Linked DNA regions of Mus musculus: all the other regions are linked to region 1. Evidence: chromatin contacts called from public Hi-C and targeted proximity ligation data. All regions are on one chromosome and are shown on one strand. The core of a region is the stretch at or near the end of the contact, and the rest is flanking DNA. Distances in the headings are between cores, read along the strand shown. Region 1 holds the start of D930032P07Rik (RIKEN cDNA D930032P07 gene). Region 2 overlaps Glis3 (GLIS family zinc finger 3). Region 3 overlaps Glis3 (GLIS family zinc finger 3). Region 4 has its middle 16 kb from the start of Gm35922.

The links. Hi-C and Micro-C count contacts between places; a contact is called where the count stands out from the background.
Region 2: a contact with region 1 is called in a targeted proximity ligation map of the NIH/3T3 cell line, with 11 read pairs. A contact is called at or near these places in 14 of 39 promoter capture datasets (the 3T3-L1 cell line, 3T3-L1-derived adipocytes, cranial neural crest and 6 more), 21 of 484 Hi-C or Micro-C datasets (the AML12 cell line, adipose-derived mesenchymal stem cells, cumulus cells and 7 more), 15 of 130 datasets of targeted methods (the NIH/3T3 cell line, embryonic fibroblasts, embryonic stem cells and 3 more) and 4 of 9 other capture datasets (adipose tissue, embryonic stem cells, macrophages and 1 more).
Region 3: a Hi-C map of uterus shows a contact between it and region 1. A contact is called at or near these places in 3 of 39 promoter capture datasets (the 3T3-L1 cell line, embryonic stem cells and macrophages), 3 of 484 Hi-C or Micro-C datasets (nephron progenitors and uterus), 3 of 130 datasets of targeted methods (the NIH/3T3 cell line, embryonic fibroblasts and pancreatic cancer cells) and 2 of 9 other capture datasets (adipose tissue and liver).
Region 4: a Hi-C map of uterus shows a contact between it and region 1. A contact is called at or near these places in 2 of 39 promoter capture datasets (macrophages and stem cell-derived epiblast-like cells), 4 of 484 Hi-C or Micro-C datasets (myocytes, neural progenitor cells, stem cell-derived germline stem cell-like cells and 1 more), 4 of 130 datasets of targeted methods (the NIH/3T3 cell line, embryonic fibroblasts, neural progenitor cells and 1 more) and 1 of 9 other capture datasets (adipose tissue).

Annotation. Positions count from the first base shown.
Region 1 is chr19:28,676,393-28,679,898 of GRCm38.p6, reverse strand. D930032P07Rik (RIKEN cDNA D930032P07 gene) reads right to left here and starts at 1,675. Exons shown (of 5, transcript NR_045330.1): 1 at 1,594-1,675. It overlaps Glis3 (GLIS family zinc finger 3), which reads left to right. Exons shown (of 11, transcript NM_175459.6): 1 at 1-303.
Region 2 is chr19:28,555,860-28,559,365 of GRCm38.p6, reverse strand. All of the region lies in intron 2 of Glis3 (GLIS family zinc finger 3), which reads left to right. Among named protein-coding and RNA genes, the nearest start is that of D930032P07Rik, 120 kb to the left of the region's middle.
Region 3 is chr19:28,578,414-28,581,919 of GRCm38.p6, reverse strand. The region is part of intron 2 of Glis3 (GLIS family zinc finger 3); the gene reads left to right. Among named protein-coding and RNA genes, the nearest start is that of D930032P07Rik, 98 kb to the left of the region's middle.
Region 4 is chr19:28,742,033-28,745,538 of GRCm38.p6, reverse strand. It overlaps the pseudogene Rps15a-ps2. Among named protein-coding and RNA genes, the nearest start is that of Gm35922, 16 kb to the left of the region's middle.

The DNA of each region.
Region 1 (3,506 bases), core at 426-2,925:
GAGTGTGCCTGTGCGTAGCGCGGACAGGGAGCTGATGCGGAGAGTCGGCCCGCTGCCCTGCCTCCTCCTCCCAGGGCCGCCGCCGTCGCAGCCTCGCGCGGGCACACACACGGCCCTCCGGCCGTAGTTCCGCGCTCCGGCCACGGGCTTGGATGCGAGTTTTCCTTTCCGAAGGAGGCAGAGCCGGCGTGGAGCGCTGAGGGGGCTCAGCCTCCACCCACGCATCGCTAGTGTTGTCACGAGCGGGCTGGCCGGGAGAAGGGACTCGCTCGCCTAGCTTTGTTGTGGAAATCCGGTTACCTGGTAAGTGGATGCCATAGGAACTTTGTTCTGCAGGCGAGGGACAGAGAGAGAAGGCGCTAGAGAGTGTGGGGGCGGTCAAGCCTGGGGACGCAAACTCGGGATTAGAAAGAGTTTCTGCATGCCGGCTTGGTGGCATTCGCACGGGTTTGAGGACAGGAGCACACCAACTCCCCCAGACTCACAGGGCTTCTAGAGACCTAGGCACACCTTACCGAGGCTGATGGCAATACTCATTTAGCCATCAAACTGGCTGTCAGTTACCTAAGAGCGCGGGGTGTAGACAGAAAGGAAACCAACAAGGTGTGGAAGTTTCGTTTATGAGGGAGAGTCTCCGTGCCTTTTAACTGAAAATACAGGTACCAGAAGGTTACACAATCAGGGCCAGATACAGGGCGAGCACCGGGGTCCTACTTAGGGAAACTTTGGCAAAGTGGGGAGTGATGGGACTTTGAGGTCTTTAGCTCACAGTCGGGGTTGTAGTTGTCTTTTCGGCTTCCACGTGTTTATGGGGCGCCACGAAGGCTGTTTTTCACTTCTCCGTCTCATCCAAGTTGGTGTCCCCATTGTTCAGTGAGGTCCTCGGGTTTGGGGGCACAGCTACTAGTTAGGAGCGGTGCATCGACCCGCAGCCGCCAAGTTTTCAACTGTAACCTCCCACGCCACGAAATCGCAGACACATTCAGACACCTAGCACTCCCCGCCGGGTTTGTCACCTCGCGTTTACATTTTTATGGGCCGGGGACAAAATGTCAGCACTGTTTGGGAAATGTCTGTCTCGAGTCCCGCTTCAAGGCTCCGGTCCCTATAAATGACCCTGTGTCTATTTTGAAGTCGGTCGGGATCACTTTCTGGAAAGCGTGAGTGAGCTGTTGGCTCTCCTAGACACACACCTTGCCCCAAGCAACAGTTCCAAGTTACTCACTAGAGCTGACAAGTCACCCGGGGGACGAGAAACTCACCCAAGTGTCTGAAAACCTTGACCAGGGCGGATTTGTCATCCTACTATGGATGATTCAAGTAGGTACCTGGAGGAAACTTTTGGAGGTTTCCTTTTTTTTTTTCTTTTTTTGGCAAAAAGGTTCGTCGAGGTCGCGCCCTTAGATCTGGTAGTGTGTTTGGGAGGCAATAGCAAAACGACACTCGTGGGGGCAGGGAGGGTAGTCGCCCCGTGGTCCGGACAGGGTCACAGTGCAGGGCCCTATGTACCCCAGTGCGGCTCCGGGTGCTTTGGCCAGCAGGGTCCCCCGCAGCCCGGCTTCCTAACTGGCGGCCTTTCAGCCCCTTACTTACTCAGAAAGTGGTTGCACAACAGGAAGCCGGCACGAGTTTGTTTTGTTTTGTTGCGTTCTCTCGCTCGCGCCGCGGGAGGGGGAGGGGGGAGAGCGGGGGCGGTCTGGTTGCCCAGAGCACCGGGAAGGCTCCACTTCACCTCCGGACCCGCCCCTCGCTCACCTCCGGAGATCCCTGAGGCTAGGACCCAAGACCCCCCGCGGGGCAAAGGTGTGTGGGTGTGCCGTGTGTGGGAGGGTGCTGAGGACCCCAGGAGGGGTGTTCACCCACTGTCCCGGGCCGCACATCTTGACCCCGCACCCCTAGCCACTCCTGGTTCCTCTGCTCTGTGTACCTCCCTTCCTGGCTTGTCTTCCTTGACATCCGCTAGGTCCCATGGGATAGAGTGTAGGGGATCACTTCCGGAATTCTCCAGAGCAGTGCCCGCAGGGACTGCACTCCAGCAATTGCAATTGGAGAGGACACCTTTCCAATTCCTTAGAGCTTTAGGACTTCAACATCTCTTGAATTGGGGGTAGTGGTCTCAGGTGGCCCTAGAGTTGGTGAGGAAAGAGAAGTTTATACAGCTCCCCCCAGTGGACCAGTTCTCTGGGTTATGGGACCCAGAGAAAGAACCCCTGCCAAACTTAAGCATCTAGAAAAAACACTGAGGCTCACAGTGGAGAGCATTTCTTGGCCCGAAGGTGAACTCCAGACAAATGCAAACTCTCTTGTGTCCGTTCTGAAGCTTTGATGAGTCACGATTTCTTCATTGGGAAGTAGCCAGGCCCGGTTCCCTAAATGTCTCCGTGCCCGTTGGACTTCAATTTTTAGACTACGTTAGGAATTTTGATTCATTGTAAAAATGAATTTGGGTTAGTTTAAAAATTCTTACTCCTCCTTTTTCTCTTTGGTTTCCTGTGAGGCTACACAAAGCAGGTGCAGCCTGCAAAAGTTTGCAGAAAAACAATGAAGGCTGTCCCTGGAAATGATCTATAGAGAGAGAACTGTGTGAGAGGGCACCCCCCCCCCTTCTCTAGTGAGAACTGCTGACATTTAAGGCCTTTACTAGGATCTGCTACAGTGTTCATTTAGAGGAGCTCCAGCCCCTCCCCCTTGAACTGAAGGAGGCTTTCTTCCCATTCTTATTGCTACTTAGTTCGTGTCTTTTCTTTCCTGTCAGGACTCAGGCCTCCTTCAGAGTGAGTAATTACTTCTGTGTGCTCTGGGTGGATTCCCTGTCTCCTTGCTTCCCTTGAGGTCAGTTCAGGTAGAGTGGCTTTTCTTCACGCCATCGTTGGTCCATCCAATGTTTCCACCAGTTTCATTGGCGATTCTACCAAAGTTCTTCCGGTTAGCAGAGTTTGGATACCTGGAGTTGTCCCGTTTGGAAAGTGACTCTCCTTGGATGGACTCTGGAGTATACCTAGTGGGGTGGATTTTTTGCCTGACCCAAAAAAAAAAAAAAAAAAAATCCCGACTGGGGACAGTTGAATGGCTGGAAGTGATGCTTTGTAAAAGTTCTGCCTTTCTTCATGTGGCATTCAGGATCATTTGATTTTGGAGGACTGCCAGTGTTCTCTCTCACTAGCTCTCCTCCCCGAAACGCGTCCCCCGTTGCCTTTACTACTAGTAAAGTAGGCCTGAGGGCATTCTGTCTATATTGGCATCATAGTTATTGATCACCGGAGTTGGAATGTTAGTTTGTAATTCTCCAAGATGGCAAGAGTTGTTCTGAAGTTGCTGATCCTGGGAAAGGAGCCAGAACCTACTCTTACCCTTTGTGGAGAAGCCATTTCCTGTGTTTTCTGCAATTATTTCTCTATAGAGGAAGGAAGTTATAGTATAAATAAGGTGCCAATACAGGCTTAACTCTTTAATGTTTGGCTGGTTGATAAACTCAATCAGGACTGAAGTAAAAGAAAAAAAGACAC
Region 2 (3,506 bases), core at 331-2,830, 120 kb after region 1:
CAGAGCTGCCTAATGCTCCAGTGAGAGAGGAGACGGGGGAAGAGGGAGAAAGAGGAGAAGGGAGGAGGGGAGGAAAGGTTAGAAATTGAGAGAGATAGAATTTGGAGGTCTCTGGCTGGCTGGCTGGCTGGCTAGAAACTGATGTGACTTGAGAACTTGGTTCTGCTGGGAGTCAGGCTGTAAAAGGCAGTGTTGATGTTGCTTAGGCACTTGGGCTCTTTGGATGCTATTAGGTTCACTTAAGCCCAGTTCTTAAAGAGCTGAGATGTTAGAGCTCCCCTGGGCTTGCTTTCTTTTTCACTTTAGATTGTCTCGTGGCTGTATATTGTCTCTCTGATCTATCATAGCAGTGTGTACAAGTACTTAGTCATGGCACAGGCAGGCAAAAGAACTGAATCACCTCTAAGATTATGTTCTCGTTTGCCAGGCTAGCCTTCCTGGTTGGTGAGTTTTCCCACTTGGGAAAGCGGCAGCAGTGGCTCTAAGGGAGAGTTAAGTAGCAAACTGGCTTGGATGAGGTCTTTCTGTCATCTGAAAGGTTTGGCCACTGTCCGGCTCTGTATCGGGAGGTGTGGTCAACAAGTAGTTGATGGACTGTTTCGCATCACAGATTCTCTAGGAGGCCTGGGAAATTCTGCCTGAGCTATGTGGAGGTTTTACGCAGATAAACTTTGCTTTCGATGGGCTCACTTGGTCTGGGGACAAAAACTCTGCTGCTGTGGAAAGGGGGTCGGGGGACAAAAATAAAAGAGCGGTCCTTTTCCACAGTTACTGCCAGCTCTTGGTTTCTCCAGAGAGGATTCCTGGTAGAGACAGTTATAAAGAATAAATCATGCTTGTAAATGAACTCTGTGTTCTTGCTCGCGTATTTCCCATAATTCTAAAGAAATATAATACAGGTAAGTGTTTTGTGTTCTCACTGTGATTTATATTTACAAGAAGTGAAAAAAGAATGAGATTAAAAACTGGAGGAAAAGCTTTTACTTATCAGTGGCTTAGGCTTTTATATCTCCCAAATTCTCAAATTCTAGTCTCTATAAAATCATCTAGTTTCTTGCCCCTAGCTATGGTTGGTATTTCCAGTCTTTTTTTTTTTTTTAACCCAGAGACCTTTGAATTATTTTTATTCATAAGTGAAAAATGTATTACAGCTTTATTTCCTTTTATTAATAGTTCCTTCTTGCCCTCAACAACTCTCTGACTTTTTGGCATGCGGAGAGCAATGAGCTCATGCTTAATCATGTATAAACAACCGTCTAATTATATGGTTTTGAATTTTCATCTGACCAACTAAACAGAAATGACACAGAGACAAGAAACCTGACAGCCCCCCCCCCCCCCGTCTTGGATACCTGGCCTCTCTCTGCCTCCCTCTCTTTCTCCATGTGTGTAGGAGCATGCATGTTTCAACTTATCAAAAAAAAAAAATCAGCTCACATTTGCCAAGTTTCTGAGGTAAAATTGTTCTTTTCAAGGCTACGTGTCAAAAAACAAGTCTGTCAGGCTGAATTATACGTCTTCTTTTCCTACTTCTTTCAAACTCCATTCTTCTCTCCTCTGGATGGAGGTGTTACTAACATTCCTCTGACTGCTGGTGTCAGGTGACAGAACACCACTCAGGCCAGATTTCCCAATCTTCCCTGTGCCTTTACTTCCCAGGCCCTACAGAAATCATCCCAGTTCTCCCTCCCTCCCTCCCTTCCTCCTTCCCTTAAATCCTCTTGACACAATTGGTTTTTTGTTGTTGTTTGTTTGTTTGTTTAATAAAATAAGATGGTGGGAAAATTTTATGAAACAGAAGTGATCTCTCTGTTTAAATGGAAAGGGGAAGTCGTTGGCCATTTCTTTTGCTTTCTCATCACTAGATACTAGAATTCTGAACACAGAGCAAAACCTCTTGGATATTTTAACAATTCCAGCATAGATTGTTCGGTGTGCTTGATAGCAGAAGGAAGGAAATGATGGGCTCTCAATGAAAGAAAGGTCCCAGAGGACCTTCCGATATGTGGAATGTGGAGTAGTGAGACTCAAGAAGGGATTGGGGTGGGACAAGGAAATACAAAACACTAGAAAGTTTCATTTCTTGCAAGCTGATTAAATTTAGATCCACCATTTGCTGTTGGCAGTATGGTGATACAGTGTATACTTGGCATTTATCACGAGGCTAGATTAAATTTGTAGCACACAGACATAGGTAACCATGTGATACGAGGGATGTGTAAACTACTTCATAATGATTATTTCACTAAACACACACACCCCTGTATTTGACTACTACAGGCTGCACTTTATGTACCATAAAACTTAGATATTCTAATGCTCATCTTTGTGTATGTGTGTACTTTGAAGATAGGATTTTACTGCGTAACCTAGGCTGCCCGGGAATTAGCTAGGCTCAAACTAGTGGTGCTCGGGTCCTTTTCAGCCACTGGAATTGCAAGGATATGTCACCGCACCCAGCAGATTCCACCTTCTGTACTTCAAACTGTCAGTTATACTTTATTGAAGGTAGATATCAAGGAAGAAGTGCTTTCCTTTTTTTTAGTTTTGTTCTTAGTATTTTCCAAGAGGAGTATTTCCAAAGCAAGTTTGGCTGCTGTCATACCAGTGAAGAAGTGAGGGGAGATCCTTGTGAAAGTTGGCCAAAGCAACAGATTTCCTCATTAGCCCTTTAGCCTTAAAACATAATTGGATTTCTTAGATTTTTTTCTGAAACACACATATCTGTAAATGGTAAAATTTCATACACGTAGGTGATTTAGTTTGGAAGCACAGAGACCCCAGCTTGAGAACTTACAGTTCGCAAGGTCCTGCAGAGGTTAATGTGGACGGTTGAAGGACCGTTGAGTAGTTAAATGCTGCCTGGTAGTACCCTCCCATCGTCCTGCCCACCAGTGGGAGCTATTCTAACTCAGCCACCATAAGGTAATAATTGATTACAAAGTGTGAATTTCTTTCAGTATCCTCCATCCTTTCCTGTTACAAGAAAAATCAAAGTGAGGTGTTTCCCTGTAGCTATTTTTGTCTTATTATGGAACATTTAAGAAGGAAATGTCCTGCTTATCAACTGCCTCACCTGCCGCAGGGAGACAAAGAGGTACTGCATGTATCAAATTCAGAACTCTATGTACACGATCTTCTGAGAGATGGAAGCATCTTATTTTCTTGTTATTTACTGAAGGACATAAAGTCTTAAATGTCTTCAACTGCATTATTTGTTCTTTTCTGAGAAGTCATACATTATTAATGACGTAAGAAGGCCACTTAGCATCCCCTTCTTACTCACCTTGGTTTCCAGCTTTGGTATTCAAATTCAGATAACTAACTAACACTCCTTTTTAAATAAGTATTCTCCCCCCATAATCTAATGGCATAAAAATGTATTAGCTCGGCTGTATCCACAACATTGCTTTTATATGCTGTGTGTGTGTGTGTGTGTGTGTGTGTGTGTACCCTCATGAATGTTGGGCAGTACTTGCATGCACTGCCCATGGAGGCCAGAAGAC
Region 3 (3,506 bases), core at 495-2,994, 98 kb after region 1:
CTCTAGTTCTTGGCGGTTTCAGTTCATGCCACTTGGCTCCATCAGGTTAGGGTTTGTGGTCAGGTAGAGCCTACGATGGGAGGATGCAGCAGAGGGAGACTTTACCTCCTGCCCAGAGTGAATGAGAGACGGAGGGAGTGATTAGAGTCCCATAAACCTTTCAGGGGTATGCCTGGAATGTGCCAACCACATCTCTTAAAGGCTCCTCTATCTCTCAGCGATAGAACAGGCTAGGAAACACGGATGTTTTTCTTCTTGGAACCATGACTTTTACAAATTGGCCTCTGGATGGATATTTAAGATTTATGCTATAGTATCGTGTCAGGCACTTTGCTTTAGAACAGTTGCTGTTTGCCTCATATTCCGGAAGGAAGTTTTGAGATTTACACAGTTCTGTCCATGTGGGGAAGACATCCAGGTCCAGTAAACAGTTGACTCCAAGGGTTGCAGTCACATGGTCTCATTGCAGAGTCTGTGTCTTTAGACAGTGGGTACTCCCTCCATCTTGCTTCTTGTAGACTCTTGTACCCCTCCCTCAGCACACACTCCCACCTTTGCATGCTCCCTCTAGGTCTGTTGTAGATTCCCTCTCTCTTGGCAGCACCAAACCCTGGTGGATCTGACTTGCAACCCTGCCCTTAGTCTCCAAACCTGGATCCCCTAGCAGTCTCAGTTGCATTGAAGACTCTGTACTTACTGATATACTCCGAGCCTAGTTCCAGGCTCTCTCCATGGCTGTCTTCTCTGTCCAGCCATCTGTCTGTCTGTCTGTCTGTCTGTCTGTCTGTCTGTCTGTGGTTCTGTTCAGATGTCTGTGCAGGTGGCTCACAGTTATTTGTTGAAGTCCAGGTGGACCCTTAGGTGACCAATTGGAGGTAGGGATACTTTAGAGGTCTTTGTGGCTCCTCTATGATAAACCCCAGCTCTGTGCCAGAGGTAAAGAGCTGAACATGGGAGACATTTTTGATAACATTTACCTGTAAGCAGATAACTAAGAAACTGTTTTTTCCCTGTGGGAAATAACATGATTTTTTTTTTACAAGGACAGATGGCATTTTTTCCACTTTGGGCATTCTAGGAGGCGTCTTTGTCAAAAAGAACTTAGAAGAGCTGATGTTGTCAGGAGCCAACAAGCCAAGTTCACAAGCCCCTCCGGCCTCTGTTACGTAAAGACAGTGGTGAGGGCCACACTCTTACAGTGTGAGCGAAACAAGCCATGGCAGTGTCTCTAAGTTCCAATAACCCAGCACCTCCAGCAACGATGACGGATTGAAAAGGAAACCAGGAGCAGAATTTGGACCGAATTTCTCTTCACTCCCCTTCACTCCCTGGAGTTTCCAGCTGCTCTGCTATCTTTGGTTTAAACAGAGATATTTTTGTCAAGATTAAGCATCGTTTTGTTTCTTTTAAGCCTGGGCTTTGCTTTGCTTGGAAGTGTTCATCTGGGTTTTACTCCCTTCTCTGATCCATAAATTATGTTTTTTTTTTTCATTTTCAAATAAGCCTTACACTTTGTACAACATCTTTTCTTCCCAGTATTATTTGTTCCTTACTCATAGGCTGTTCTTCGCCATCTAATTTTAGATCACGCATAATGCCTGAGAATCAGCCTCTCTCTTGGAGGAGTAAACACCAAGGCTGAGACGTCACTTCTCATTAATCAGTATTGGAGAAGATGAAGACAGCTGTGGTGGGGAGAGGGGGCCAGGAACTCACAGAGTCTGACCCTTTCAAAGTCGACTTAATCCTCCCCTTATCCCGTCTACTGCCCTCTTGGAGGGTGGATGGGCCCTCTTCAACAGGAAGAAATGAGCTTCTGCGCTGTTTGCCTTTGTCACGGCAACAAAAGCTCTGGGAAATTCCAATTAATTAGCAAGCCTTGGGCTAATGAAAGAATAAAACCGAAAGAGACATGCTCTAAGCTTTCAGAGTGGCGTAAGCATGGAAGCACAATGCTGATTTCAAATATTTGGGTCTGTTTGTATGATTTTCCCAGGGTTTGCCTTCCTGAGGGTCTGGGCGGTAAGTCACGAGAGCCGAGAACAAGGATTTGTCAGGGTTAGGCTGCTAACATCACTAGATTTAAGGACACTAATCGACCCACCATCGCTGGATGAAGGCAGTTAAATGTGAACTCACACACTCAGGGAAATTAAAACCAGAAAGTAGAGCTTTGTGCATTTGTGTTTAGAGGAAGGCATGAGGATTAGATGGATGTAAAGAAGATTATGAAATAAGTTTAAATTTAATTATTATGAAGGGCCAGGAAATTGCTATACTGTTAAACAGCTGACTGGGGATTTACAACTAATAAGGCTAACACACATGGATGGTGATGAAAGCCTTTGTCTTCATATTTTGATGATGATGATGATGGTGGTGATTTAATCATCCCAAAATCACTACAAGCTAACTTGCTGAGTTTCTGTTCTGGGTGTATTTAATTTTCTCAACAGTTCTGTAAGAGCCTAGGCACTGTGCATCGATATGATTGGGGAGATTTCTAACTGTGCATGGTGAACATGGAGGCTAACTAAGCTCCCAAATGACTGGCTTACAAGTGTCAGTGATAGACCTAGATTGGAATCTGTGCATCTGGCTTTCAGCATCCCACACTGGCTCTGGAATACAGGTTAACCGTGAAGGTAGAAATCAGCATGGTTAGATGTTACCAAGTTGAATTCAAAACCCAAGAGTTGGTGGCTTTATCTCCAGCTTGTCCATCTATCCCTGTCATCCTGGGCATGGTCACTCATCATTTCTGGCATGTTCGTTTATTAAACAAGCTTTTATTTTTGGATGATAGCTAAGATATTTTATAGTTCTAACATACAACTGAATGAGAAAGTGGATAAATGAAATCGCTTTTGAGGGGTGTGTGTGCTCTCAAAACGAGACAACAGATTCGGATCCAAGACCTAAGCATACCTGCATTTACATGTTAGCCCCCCTGTCTAATCTGGAAAGAACTGCTGTACATTTGAAGACTTCATTCTTTTTTCTCATCAAGATAATGACATTGTGTGTACAGGGTCTCTAACACGTTACACAGATGTTACTATATCTAACCCAATCTGGATGGCGAACACTGGGTAGAGGCTTTCCACTTCCACATCTGGATCCAGAGAAGAGATTAGTTCAGGAAAACTATTTTGATGTCACTGTGTAGGTACATTTACCTGGCAAAATCTTTGGGCAACTGGCATAACAGTTAATAGCTCAGTCCTCTGTGATTAGAACTCCTGTCTGATAGGTCTCCTGTTAGTTTACTTCTTTGAGTTATACACTTGTCCTCAGAGTTCTTTCTTTGGGTATTTCACTGGAAGATTTTTTTTTCAGAGTCCTTTGAAATGGTGGCATTGAAAAGATGTGCTCATATTTAGGTTGACCATGAAGAGTCCCACCATCCCTCAGATTCACACTTACCTAAAATTTCAGAATGTGATTGTCTTTTCAAATAGTCTTTGTCATATTGTTAGATTAAAAGATGTCATCATACCGAATTG
Region 4 (3,506 bases), core at 684-3,183, 65 kb before region 1:
TGGTACAATACGAAGACACTGCATCTCCCACATATATACCATAAAGTCAGTCTCTACTCCTCTTAAATTGTGCACCAATCACTCAGAGCCTGCTGGACTCAGTGGGCATAACATAGAAGCTGAAATGAAAAAAAGAAAGAAAGCAGACCGTGTTTACTGAATCATCTTGTTGAACTCTGTATCATCATAATCCCCCTTTTCCATATAAACAACACAGTTGACTTGGATGGATACCAGCTCATGAATGTCGGAAGCATTTGCTTAATATTACCAAAGTTTAATTTGCACATGAGTACAGAGCTAAAGAGGCTAGTTAATGGGTTTTAATAAATGTGTGTCCCTATGTAACCATATCCACTATTCTCATATGTTCTCTTCTCCCTGGAAAGTAGCCTTTTTGTCCCTGGCTAGTGTTTTGGTTATCACTGGTCTTTCCCCAATGTACACACACCATTATTGGTGAAGAAGCTATGCTGGAAACAGAGTAGCTGGTACCAGACACCAGGCCAGTAGTTTCTCAGAGCCAATGTCTGTAGTTATTAAAGGACATAAATGAGGGGACCAAATGTTTAAGCAATTACTTAGCAATGGTAGTGCATGCATGCCTTTAAGGCCAGCTTGGTCTACAGAGCAAGTTCTAGGACAGCCAAAGCTATACAAAGAAACCCTGTCTTGAAAACAAAAGTGTTTTTCCTTAATTGCATGTATTTATTTCTGTGTGTACATATGTGAAGCTGTGTACACCCATGCCATTTTGCGAGTGTGGCAGTCAGGGGACGACTTGCAAGAGTCAGTTCTTTCCTTCTGCCACGTGTGTTCTGAGGGTTTTTGAACTCAGGTTGTCCGGGTTGGCAGCAAGCAACTTTACCCTCTGAGTCATCTCACCGGAGACTGCAAAGGTTATAAATTTGCTTCCAGTTCCCCATGTACATCTGTTTGTGAGATCTTTCTGCCTGGTCTGTGAGGTATTACTGGTACCATAGCAAGAAGTCTGAAGAAGCCCTGGGACTAGCACATTATTGCAGATGGGTGCACGTGTACCTGCCTGGATCTAGGACAATCCGTGCCTTCAATGAGATGGAGCAGGTAGATCATGGTGGCAAAGCAACTAGGCCATCACAAAGTGAGACCTGGGCAGAGGCATGGACCAATAATGGAAAAGGGAAAGGGGTCTCACCACTCACTCACTCAGAAACAATTACAATAGGGTCCTTGTGCCTGCTAACGGGGTGTTGAGTCCTCCTTCCCACAGCTCGAGGGGGGCTGTTCTATTATAAGAGTGTGAATTAATTGCCTTTGCTTAGGCCGGTGGCCTGAGACAGCTTGTGGAGTTTCCCTCAGTTGTTTCACATACCTTTGCCTATCTTCTGACCTTAGAGCTTGCTATAATTTTGTTTTGTTTTGTTTTGTTTTGCTTTGTTTTGTTTTGTTTGCTTGTTTAGTTGGTTGGTTGGTTGGTTTTCAAGGCTAGCTTACTGTGTAGCCCTGGCTGTCCTGAAACTGCCTTTGTAGATCAGGTTAGCCTGGAACTCACAAAAGATCTGCCTGCCTCTGCCTCCCAAGTGCTGGGATTAAAGGTGTGTGTCACTACCTCCCAGCAATGATACTCTTTTTAAAAATTGTCTTCTTGGTTAGTAAGGATGTCTCTGGAGTAACACTTAGGAGATTATAAGAAATGAAAGCAAATGAATAGAATGAGAGAAACCAACTTAAGCAGCACACATAGGATTCTGAACACATAGCTCCCTGCAAGCCACATGAAAGTCTAGGAGGAACAGCTGAGAACTATCTCCTTGTGTGCTTTACTGGACAAGCTGCCTCAGACTTAAGGCCCCTTTTCGTCTTCACTTTGGAGCAGCCGAGAGACACTTCTGGGCAAGGAACCAGAGTGCAGTCCTTAGTTCTGTTGGCACTACACCAAACACAGAATGACCTTGGCCAATGTTCAGCAGCAGTTCTGGAAATGCCTTAGTCATTTCTGAGCTGGGCTGAGTCCAGAGGCAAACCTAGCCTTGACACTTGGAAACCCTGATGCTCAATAGACTTGATGGGCTTTGCCGCCAGTGAACTCCTAGACCACCCTCTCATATTTTAAAGCAAAGTGCCTGAGGTCAGAAGACTGAGATGTCATCAGAGCAGATCATACAGCAAGCAAGTTCACAGGCAACCAGCCAAGGGAGGCTTTGAGGGCTTGCTGGACTACTGATGTCTACAATCCAGCTTGTGGTTTTGCCTGGCTGGTGAGGCATAGAATCTGGTCATCTTTGCCTCAGCAGTTTTAGCCTTCAATGGCACAGGAGTGTCAATACAAGGTGTCTCTTAGAACGGAAGAGAGGCAGAACTGTGTTTGTTAACTCGGGGATCAGAAGACAAAGCTAACTCTTGGAAGGTAACTGCCATACTTGAAGCTCGAAATGTTTCCTAATCAAATCATTGACCCACTGAACTCCTACAAGCTAGCATTCTGATAGGGCAAGAGGGTTCCATATCTCAGTCTCCAGAGTGAGTGTTTATACTCAAAAGGACTTGAGCTAGGGATGGAGCTGCAGAGGAAGATAGCTAGAACTATATACAGGTCCAAGGACATGGGTTTGACCACAGCTATCGTGGTAAATTTTCTAAAATGTTTTCAAATCTTTCCATGATTGGTTTTCCATGCTAAGAATATTAATTTTTGCCATAATGACACCTGAAAATATTCATTTAGGACCAACTCCTTATTTTGATCTCCCTACGAGAGTATTGCTTCCTGGGACTCATGGCACAAAGGCACAGGGTGAGCAAAACTTCCCAATGCCATGGCTTGCCCCTCTGGCCTACTTGGTCATAATTATCTCCCTCTCATGAGGTCATTGTTTGAAAAAGATTATCAGTGAAATGCAAATCAAAACAACCCTGAGATTCTACCTCACACCAGTCAGAATGGCTAAGATCAAAAACTCAGGGCCCAGCCCACTCTCTTTCTGCCATCTTCCCTCGCCGCCACCATGGTGCGAATGAATGTTCTGGCAGATGCTCTCAAGAGCATCAACAACGCTGAGAAGAGAGGCAAACGCCAGGTCCTCATCAGGCCGTGTTCTAAAGTCATCGTTTGGTTTTTAACCGTGATGATGAAGCACGGGTACACTGGTGAATTCGAGATCATTGATGATCACAGAGATGGGAAGATCGTTGTGAACCTCACAGGAAGGTTGAACAAGTGTGGAGTTATAAGCCTTAGATTTGATGTTCAACTCAAAGACCTAGATAAATGGCAGAACAATCTGCTCCCTTTACGGCAGTTTGGCTTCATTGTGCTGACAACCTTGGCTGGCATCATAGACCATGAAGAGGCAAGACGAAAACATACAGGAGGGAAAATCCTGGGATTCTTTTTTTAAATGTAAAGCATAAATAAAAAGCCTTTGTGGACTGTGGAAAAAAAATCAGGTGACAGCAGATGCTGGCGAGAATGTGGAGAAAGAGGAACACTTCTCCACTGCTGGTGGGATTGCAAGCTGGTACAA